Regions from separate parts of the Ovis aries genome. Here all the other regions are linked to region 3. Evidence: chromatin contacts called from public Hi-C data. All regions are on one chromosome and are shown on one strand. Each heading gives the region's core, a stretch centred on a gene start, on an enhancer-like site or on the middle of the called end of the contact. The rest is flanking DNA. Distances are from core to core; before and after follow the strand shown. Region 1 overlaps AOPEP (aminopeptidase O (putative)). Region 2 overlaps AOPEP (aminopeptidase O (putative)). Region 3 overlaps AOPEP (aminopeptidase O (putative)).

Evidence for each region. A called contact is a pair of places that touch in the nucleus more often than the background predicts.
Region 1: a contact with region 3 is called in a Hi-C map of hypothalamus, with 3 times the contacts expected there. The contact joins two enhancer-like sites. A contact is called at or near these places in 5 of 16 Hi-C or Micro-C datasets (hypothalamus, muscle, omental adipose tissue and 2 more).
Region 2: a contact with region 3 is called in a Hi-C map of hypothalamus, with 3 times the contacts expected there. The contact joins two enhancer-like sites. A contact is called at or near these places in 5 of 16 Hi-C or Micro-C datasets (hypothalamus, muscle, skin fibroblasts and 1 more).

What each region holds. Positions count from the first base shown.
Region 1 is chr2:31,347,762-31,350,684 of ARS-UI_Ramb_v3.0, reverse strand. AOPEP (aminopeptidase O (putative)) reads left to right here. Exons shown (of 15, transcript XM_042243057.2): 13 at 370-444. Among named protein-coding and RNA genes, the nearest start is that of MIR23B, 73 kb to the right of the region's middle. Within about 2 kb of position 1,329, at least 29 of the 54 cell types and tissues checked have an H3K27ac peak or open chromatin away from gene starts, as enhancers often do. A contact at or near this core is called in hypothalamus, where this site is marked.
Region 2 is chr2:31,433,341-31,436,715 of ARS-UI_Ramb_v3.0, reverse strand. It overlaps AOPEP (aminopeptidase O (putative)), which reads left to right. Exons shown (of 15, transcript XM_042243057.2): 6 at 3,160-3,349. Among named protein-coding and RNA genes, the nearest start is that of MIR23B, 160 kb to the right of the region's middle. Within about 2 kb of position 1,410, at least 34 of the 54 cell types and tissues checked have an H3K27ac peak or open chromatin away from gene starts, as enhancers often do. A contact at or near this core is called in hypothalamus, where this site is marked.
Region 3 is chr2:31,584,260-31,587,530 of ARS-UI_Ramb_v3.0, reverse strand. All of the region lies in intron 3 of AOPEP (aminopeptidase O (putative)), which reads left to right. Among named protein-coding and RNA genes, the nearest start is that of AOPEP, 100 kb to the left of the region's middle. Within about 2 kb of position 1,555, at least 23 of the 54 cell types and tissues checked have an H3K27ac peak or open chromatin away from gene starts, as enhancers often do. A contact at or near this core is called in hypothalamus, where this site is marked.

The DNA of each region.
Region 1 (2,923 bases), core at 80-2,579, 240 kb after region 3:
CCCGGGCCGTGGGTCCCGCGTTGCATCCCTGGCACGGAGCCCGGGATCGGCGGCGGCGGCGCGCGACAACGGTGGGTAAGATGGCCCTCGTCCGGGGGCTCTTGCGCACACCGGTGCGGGGGCGGCCAAGCGGGCTACTGACGGAGGGAGCGGCCGGAGCGAAGGTCACGGCCTCGGCTCGCCGCAGACCCGAGGGCCCGCAGCGTTGAGGCGGCCTCTGGATGCCCTAAAGGTGCCGGTGGCTCCCCCAGGTGAAGCCGAGGAAGGCTGCGTCGTGAGGCCGTCGATCGTTTCTTTTCTCACGCTGAGGGGCGGCCCTGGGGACCTGTTGTCCTATGTTTAAAATGCCCTGTGGTTTTTGAACTTCAGGTCGCGAAATGGGTCCGAGTGAACCGGAGACCCCGAAAACGGAAACGAAAGGACAGAGAAGAAGTGTTTGAGAAGGTAGGGGTCCCCGAAAGAGAGCACTGGATGGAGTTCTTGATCAGTCTCCCCATCTGCCCCCCTCCCCCCAATACTTGGTCACAACAATAGGGTAGCATTTTTTTTTTTTACGTTTTAATTAAATTTGCAGTAAACCTTAGATTTACCTAGGTATAGTTCTATAGAAATACTGATTGATAATCCTATTGATTATCAACGTACTTTGTTCTCAGGAAGTGAAAACGACCCAGGATGCAGATTTCTTTCATGCTCTTTAAATAGAGCATCAGGACAAAAAGCCAGTTCCATTATATTATTACATTAGACCAGTAACGTTTATTATGGTATGTGGTATTATTATGATATAATATCTCTAAAAACCAGGGAGTGTTCTGAATAAATGACCCACAGTATAAGGTTTCTCAGTTTGATCCTGAGAGAGACCACTCACACTCATTAATTTAGACTACAGAGTACTCTCAAAAATGGAGAGAGATGAAAGTAGTGTATTACTTTTGAAACAGTGGAGGGATTTTGTTTACTTAAAGCAGATGAGAAATTTGTCTTTCTATATTTAGAATTTCAGTATGCTACTTTGCAGAAGTTTGGACTACCTGTTTTCTCCTGAAATTGTATTAAGTTAAAACTTGATTTGTCATTGTAGTAAATATTGTGAAATAAGGTAAGTAGTTTGTTATTTCCTGAGTGCTTTTGTTGAAAACTCTTAAAAATGAATGTTTTTACAAACATTGCAGCAGGTAGGATTTTTGTTGCTTTGGCTTTAATAATTTTACTGTTTTTTGATTCTTGAAAGCACCAAGGGATTAAAATAGCAGTGTGTTGTTTTTCTGCTGCTTAGAATGTATGATGAATCATTTCTGACTCTGAAGCCAAATTCTTGCTGATAGCATTGCTGCCAACTTCTGTGATGTGTTGCCTTAGTATGGGCATTGCAGCGTCCGAGAATGTGCACAAAGCACATCATAATGGAGGTGATACCAAAGTTTCAGAGTGCATTTAAGGATACCGAGGGCAGCTTCTGAGAGAATTACAAAAAGGACTGGCCTAGGAGTTTGGTCATTTGTAAGGAGACATTCAGTGTGTGAAAAGCCCTTCCCTTTTTAAACAAAGAGTCGTACATGTCACTTCAGTTAAACAGTAATAGAAAAAGTGGTCATTTTGAACTGGCTTGAGTTTTCTGGCTGTACCTTAGCATGCTATGGTAGGTTGTGTTGGTTTAACTTTTCATGGTCTAGGTGTTTTTAAAAATGTTTGTGAGGTGATGGATGAATGAGATCATAAAATGTCCAAAGAAGGAAAAAGAATTACAAATTGGCTCATTTAGTGGTTAAAAAAATATTTTTTAGCTATTATTTTTGTAAACCCAAAGTAAGATTATCCAAGCACACAGTGTTTCATGCATAAAAGAAGGGGTAACCCTTTGTGGATTACCAGGTAATCACTACCAGAATCTGAATTTGAAGTAACCATATATGTGACACCCACTGTGTTACCCATCTGTGACCTGACCACCGCCCTCTGAGAATGAGGCTAGGGACTGAGGAGTTTGCCTTCCAAGAACACTGGAGTTCTTCACTGAGCATTTCTCCTTGAGAGAGGCTATTGTGTTGGATCTTATGGGGATAACGTGCTTTTGACTTTTCTTAGAAATTGTGGGCAGTAGTTTTGAGGAGGACATGAAAATGAAGTGGGTTGAGACTGTCATGCCGAGCTTCCTTTCAGGGAATGAAGCTTAAAGCTGACTAGCTTTGAGGGTGGAGGTGGGGGGAGGGGGGCAAGAAGGGGGATGGTTTAAGAATTGTCCAAGAGAGTATTAATTATCAATGTCTCCAGTTTTTCCTTCTGGTTCTGCACAGCAGCTCAGCCCTTTGCCCACTGTTTTGCTTCTGCTCTGTCTTAGAGTTTGGAGCTCACTGAGGCAAAGCATGTGATATTTTCAAGGACAGGGAGAAAGGGGGTGCGATTAGCCACCAAGGGCGTTAGAACAAGTTCTGAAAGACACAGAAGCTGTACAGCAGCTGGTAGCCGAGGTGTGTCCTCTGATTGCCTGAGTGTCTATTCCAAAATATGGATCAAATTCTGTGGTATTGAATATTCAAACCTAGGTCTTATGTTAACCTTTTGCTGGGATTTGAACCTGTTATTCATTGGAATCTAGGTTGTTAATTTAACATGGAGATGAGCTACGTTTTTTTTAAATGTTCACCGTGCCACAGGTAGAAGCATATTCGTCAATTTTTCTTTTTTCATGCGTTTACTGTTTTCCTATAACTTAGAATTTTTCTCCTTTTATTTATTTTATGTAACTGTAAAGTAAGAAAGTTTAGTTGTTTCTGTAGGTTGGACATTTAAAATCTAGCTGTTGCTTTTATTTGCCTACTTTGTCTTGGCCCCTTTCTCTCCCTCATGCTGCCCTTTCCTCCATCCCCTAGGTCTCTATTTGCATCTTCAGGCCTCAGGCAGGATTCAGCCCCAGGCA
Region 2 (3,375 bases), core at 161-2,660, 150 kb after region 3:
GCGTCCTGCTGGGGCCCTGCCCGGCCCCCTGCCCTCCCCGCCCCCCTGCCCTGCCCCACCCCCTGCTCTGCCCCGCTGGCCCCAAGATCACTTGCAGTGAGAATTTATGACGGAGAATACAAATAAGAGGGGATTGTGCTTTTTGAGAGTTGAAAATATTCCTTTCCCACCCATTTCTTATTTGGGAAAAATGATCAACTCTGTGATTTTGAAAAAAAGTTTTAAAAGAACCATTTTTAGGATGAAGATGTCACTGAAGTGATTATCTTCCATCCTCTGTAATGATGATGAATCAACAATTTGGCATTTGTAGAGGCAGTTGACACAGGCCCTTTCAAGGGAAAAAAGAAAAAAAGAAAACCCGTTTTCAAATGGAGCTTGTCAGAGTGAAGACTGATGCCCGGCTGACTGACTAGGACCAAGAATACAATTCTGACAACTTGGGAAAATGTGAGGAGCCCAGGGGTGAAACTTATAAATCAAGTGAAAGGTTTGAGTAGAAAATTCTAAACATTCATTCTGTTTTGAAGGAGGGTGTGAAAGAGATTATCTGTTGGTAGAGGAATATTTAATATTACTCCTTGAAGTGAGTTTGAGCATTATACTGTTCTTCATTCATTGTTGAAAAAAAGCAGTTTAAAAATTCTAGTTACCATGAAAAATCCTGACATTTAAGTTCAAAAGGAGAGGAGTAAATTCTCCTTAACTTGAAAAAAAATTGTATTGGTCCTTTTATGTCAGGATTTTGTTAACAACCCTTGAGAAAGATTATCAAAACCTCACTCTGCGTTTTAATTTAGTTTAAGAAAAAAGCCATTTTCTTTATAGGGAGGTATGATCCATAGGTAAAACCCAACCTTAGACAGAAAACTCCGCTGCAGGAGAATTTGGGATCTGGTTCTCAAACTGGAAAATTGCTTTTCAGGGAGAAGGTCATGTTTTTCACTGATAATAGGGTCACTTGTATCAAGCGAAATGCGCATCCTTCCAATCTAGAAGGAAGTTTAAACTTCGGTTTTCTCAGAAGACAGTAGGAAACACATTTCTCTCTGGCTAGGAAGAGAGTATTGAGGACAGGGAATGGGAATTTAGGCACCAGTCCAGCAATGTCTGGATCTGTCCTAAGCCCAACCAAGGCCAGGGTGGTATCTCCAAAATACCGGGTCTGGTGGAGACAACGAAGACTGTTGAAGGGGAAAAATTACAGGACAGGAAAATGAAATGCCACCCCCACACAGCTGCTTTGTGCATTCCTTCAGCCCTCTCAGACTTTGATATTTGCATAAAAGGGCCTGGATCAACTTCCACACTGGGACAAAGCAGCCAGCAGGTCGCCGTGGACGGCGCAGGCTTTTCCTCATGAACAGTCTGCAATTTCACAGTCATCAGCGTGTGTACCGCTCCTGGGCCGAGGGGTCAGCTCAGCCACACCACGTCTGTAACTCTGCGTGCACCGTCTGGATCTCTGGCCAGCAGACCTTTCCAACGCAGGCTTGTCTTTGAGCCTGTTTACAAAGCCTGAAGTTACTTCTGTTTTGTTTTAGCCAAAAGGGTGAAGTGCTGCCAGCAGTATGTCTGGAATGTTATTTACTTGGTACATTTCTGTGGCTTTTCTTTGTAGCGCTGCACATGCCAGAGCAAGGGGTCATTTACTTGAAAATGCCAGGTTTCGCAGTTTGTCTTCTCCATGGGCGACTTTCTCAGGAAGAGGAAGTTTAGCTCCTGTGCCTCTTGGTTCCCTCCCACCCTCCTCCCTTCTCTCACCCTTCCCTCTTTTCCTTCCTGCGTTGCTTCCTGCCTTCCTTTTTCTCCCTCTGAGTTAGTGCTCTGAAATACTGTTGGCGCCTGCTGCATTGCACCCTTATATCCTAAAGGTCCCAGCTACACTTTTATTTCCCAGAGTTTCTGGTGGACTCTGCTGAGATCCTGGCAGACGCTTTCTCATTTGCGTGCCTGCCCTGTTATTATTTCACATGAAAGCTGTCTGTTTTGGCACACATGACTGCCGCGATTTCAGTTGAGCTCCCTGAGCTGAATGGGTGATGTTGTGCAAGGGAAATACAGGTGGGGTTTTCTCTACTGGTGGCCGTGGGGGCGGAGGACAAATCTGCAAGCAGTTCTGGCTTGTGCAGAGCCCACATGATGGCAAATGCGTGGCTTTTAAACGAAGGAACCAGTGTGTACAGTTTCTTAATTTGGAAGGTTTCACAACTGCTTGTGTTCAATTGATGGAGGAGAGGTGTTGTTTTTTTTTTTTTTTTTCAAAGCAAATTCTTCATTCATAAGACTGTAAACAAGTCCTGGATAAATGAGAAATACCGAAGCACAGGAGGTACTCCCTTTACCTCTTCTCTTGTCAGCCTCCCTTCCTGCCATTTCATCAATGCAGCTCTAATCATGGTGTTTGGAGTTTTAAAGCAAAGTATGGGAAATGAGATTAGATATTAATAAATCTCCCTGGCTGGTGCCAGCCCCGGGGCCATTTGCACACCTGAGTGAGTTAACTTCCTTCTCTCTGCCTATCATTGTGTCATGTGAATTATAAGCATCTGTAGATAGGAAAAGATACCTTTGAAAACCTCAGCCTTACAGAGATTCAGCCTTTATCACAGTCTCTTGAAACCTCACCCATCCATGGCACCTGTGAGTTTGTTACCTCTGTAACCAGCCCTGGCCTGAAATAGAAAATGTTTGGTTCCATTCTTCTCGGCTTTTCCTGTCCTTCTGCGTGACTTCTCACTTTGTCTGTAAGCTACTCGGATTTTTGGCTGAAGGGTCTTCTTTGATCAGTGTCTTGACAACATGGGCTTCACGTTCCCACACCTGCTCTTCTTTTACAGTCCAGATTTCAGGGTAAATGCTTCCATCGCCTTGTAATTTCTTCAGTGTAAACCTCAGTGCAGGTTACTTATTACAGGTAATAGCCTTTTGATGACGGAGACAACTGCTTGGCAGAAACGGCAGCCTGAGCCGCTGCCAGGAACGCAAACTGCCACTTTATTTATTTCTAAAAGCATCTAAGCTGCGAGCCTATCGGTCGTGATCTAGCATGCACATGATAATAACAGGCTGGCAGGGCTGAGAAAGCTGCCCCAGGGGGTGGCCGTGACGACAGGCCCTGACAAGACTCTTGTGTGTTTTCTCTCCCATTATCCCCAGCCCACACATCGTCTTCCTCTCTCAGAGCACCTTGACTGGAATGAGCCAGCTCTGTGGGACCCGTCTCTGCCATGAAATTGCTCACGCCTGGTTTGGCCTGGCGATTGGGGCTCGAGACTGGACGGAGGAGTGGCTGAGTGAAGGGTTCGCCACTCACTTGGAAGATGTATTCTGGGCCAAGGCACAGCAGGTAAGTTTCAAGTGCACTAAGCATTT
Region 3 (3,271 bases), core at 306-2,805:
AAAAGGGTGTGTGGACACAAGATGCTGTTACTTCCCTTCCAAGTCATGTTTTCTAGATTGGTGCATTGGTCTCCTAGGACCTCCACTCTGTTGTGCACAATGCCCTTTAAAACAATGAGCTATCCTTGAAAACATGAGCAGCAAAACCCAACCCGCAAGTCACAGTTTCCATCACAGCAACACATCAACCTGATTAGTACATTTGCCAGGCGTCAGCTGATTTCCCGAAAGAAGCAAGGCACCTGGGAGCAGCACAGTGTAATGAGGCCGATAACAGCGCCCGAACTGATAACAACGCTGGGCAGGGGACGGAAATCAGATGAGGGACCTCTGCATTCTTACTGCGTGGTGGAAATCATTCCTCCTGGCTATTTTAAAGAAGAAGGCTAATGGTTTAGATGGTAGTGTGATGACTGTCATAAGAATTTTAGTAGCTGAGAAGTCACTATCCTTTTTCTCAACAAGGCTAAGTCAAAACCATAGATTTAGTTTGACTCGTTTGGCTCCTTTATTATATAACTTGCTCAGCATAATGTCATTTGGGCAGACAGAAATGTTTACCTGTGTATTATTGTCAGCCTGCATTCCCTGCCAAAATGTAGCTAAACAATTAAGCTCAGAGACCCCCAATGCCCAGTACAGTGTTTTGTATATAACAGGTACTCAGTACCTATTTGTTGAATAAATGTGTTCTCTGTAATCAGACAGGTTCATGGAAGAAGTATTCAAAATCACTATTGATAGTAACAAAAATGATTTCAGGGTCATTCCTTTAGTTTTGCCTCTGATTGAAGTTTATACCTTTTCCCCAGGTTCAGTATTTAAAAGGAAAAAAAAAAATGGTGTAGTACATTCTAATTTCCTCCTGCTTGGTAATTTTGTTGTTGTTAATTTAATTTTGTTTTATTTTTGCAGGGTCTGCTTCCTAGGAAATTAAAAAAAAAAAAACCACTCCAGTTATATTTTTCATGGGAAGCCACAAATAAATGAATAAGACTGACTAACTGAAACTTCTTCCAATTGTAGGAGAAAAAGCATATGAACAAGTGAAAGATGTTTTAAAAAAAACTATATGTACCCTCGCTTAAGATCTGATTTCATTTTTGTGTGCAAAAGTAGGAGACTGTAGACATTACTTCATCCTGGGCAAAATGCTGCTCTCTGGCGTGCCCGATAGACCAGCTCCCTGACGTTCTCTCTTGATTTTGTGTGGGAAATTCCAGGGGAAAGCCAAGACTTCAGGGTCCGGACCCGCCCCGCCGTGTGCCATTGAAAACCAACTTTTCTTTCCTTTTGATGGCTCAAAATGAGCAATACTGCTATTTAGACTGCTCCCACAGTATGAGACCAAGAATTACGTATGAGGAAATGGTGAACTAAAAGACATTCAGAAATGGTTATGATTAAGTGTTTTCACAAAGAGAGAATGCGAAGTAGAGAGAGCTCCTTGTTTCTCGAACTGAGGAAACTTTATTCTGGGCCGGCATGCATCCGTGTGTTTCAAGGGGTCGGAGTACAGAGTGAACACATCTCTCCCCTTTAGAAAGCTGCTGCTGACTGAGGACTGTGTTCTGCGGTCACATCCCCCATGAGGTCCCACATAACGCCCTGCACTTCCTAAACGTCAGCTCATTCTTTTGTTCATGACTTGCTTTTTGACTAGTTCTTGCTTGCCCTCCTAGTATTGCACTTACTGTATTTGACAGACAGGGAAGTCATCGTGATTTCTTTTGGATCATCATGATTCCAGCAGGCCTGTGTCTTGTTGCTGTGAATTTTTGTCTTAGGCTTGCCATTCATGAATTTTCTCATGTAAGTACTAAAGCACACTCGTGACCCTCTGGCACAGAATGATTTGGTGACCAGTGTGCCCATCCACCTTGTATTTAAGTTTAAGGAGAACTAGGTTATCCACACAGGTCAGCGTGCGGGTGAGACCTGGCATAACAAGCCTGGGGAAACTTATTCCGTTCTGGGTTCAGTAGGTGGCGCTCTTCTACCTGGTTCACGGGAATGATCTTGAAGGTCATTCTCTCCTGGATCTCCTGTGCCATAGGCGGTACCATGTTGCCAGGAAAGGAAACCTGAAGCCTTGCCGGGTGGCATCAGTGCCTGAGAAGCGGGTGGCATGATCTGGCGTGTGGCCTTGGTCAGGCAGTGCTGGTTGCATACCAGCCCAGGGCGTCTTACTGTCTCCTTTGTTCTGGTGCCAGTTCCCGCCCTTGAGCAAGAGCGGAAAAGAACTAACGAAAGACAGTCACGCCATGGATATTCAGGATGGTGGCACTAGCTCATAAAACCAGAACGTGTAGACTCAGCATCTCAAAAGTAGTGAAAGGAAAAAAAGCTGGGGTTTGCCGAAAGCCTCCAGAGAAAGAAGCCAAAAGAGGAAGCGCAACCAAAACTGGGAGCTTTACCTACTCTGTTAGGTATCCATTGTATTTATTATAGTAAATATATAAAAATATGTAATAGAAACTTTAAACATAGTGTATCTATGTATACTTGTAAGTTCACACTCGTATATTATGTGTTCCTATACATACCATCAAGCGTTTTAAATTTGTAGTACAAAGGAGTGACACATAGAGCCGTTCCAGCAGGAAGTTCTGAAATTAAGAATAGTGGGTAAAGAAACAGGCTGGAGGTAGGAAAGAAGCAGGCGCTACAGAAGAATTGAGTAAAGAAATATGGCGTGTACATAAAAGCATGTATCAATTTGATGTTTCCAAATGCTTCATGCTGTTTGTCTAACTTAAAGTGGAAAAGTTTAAAACATAAAGGAAAAGCTTTTAATAGGGAGAATTTAAGTGCCTGTTTTAATTTTCAGTGAAACGATAGCTCTTTAAGAACAAGTAATTTGGTGAATGCATAACTCTGCAAACATTAATCCTCAGCCTTTGCCTCTGTGGAAGCAGAGTGTTTGTGTGTGGTGTGGCTGTGGCTTTAGTGTTTGTTGAGTGAGTATATCCAGGACTCCTAAGAATAGTACACTGATGTTCTATAGATTTTGTATTTTATTTACTATTAGTAGGCATGATTGATGTGTAGAAATAACTACAGTATCTTGATTTTTTTTTCCTGAATTTTTTTTCTTTTTGTAAGGACAGTTTCTTCAAATAATTAGCAAAGTATTTCACAGGTTTAGCGTAAAAAAGTTCTCTCTCCTCCTGTGAACGAAATATTCCAGCATGTTCTTCCTTTTTTCCTCCCTACTTTTCTTACCCTAAAAGAATCTTCAAAACCATTCATAGGACAGTTTTTTAGACTA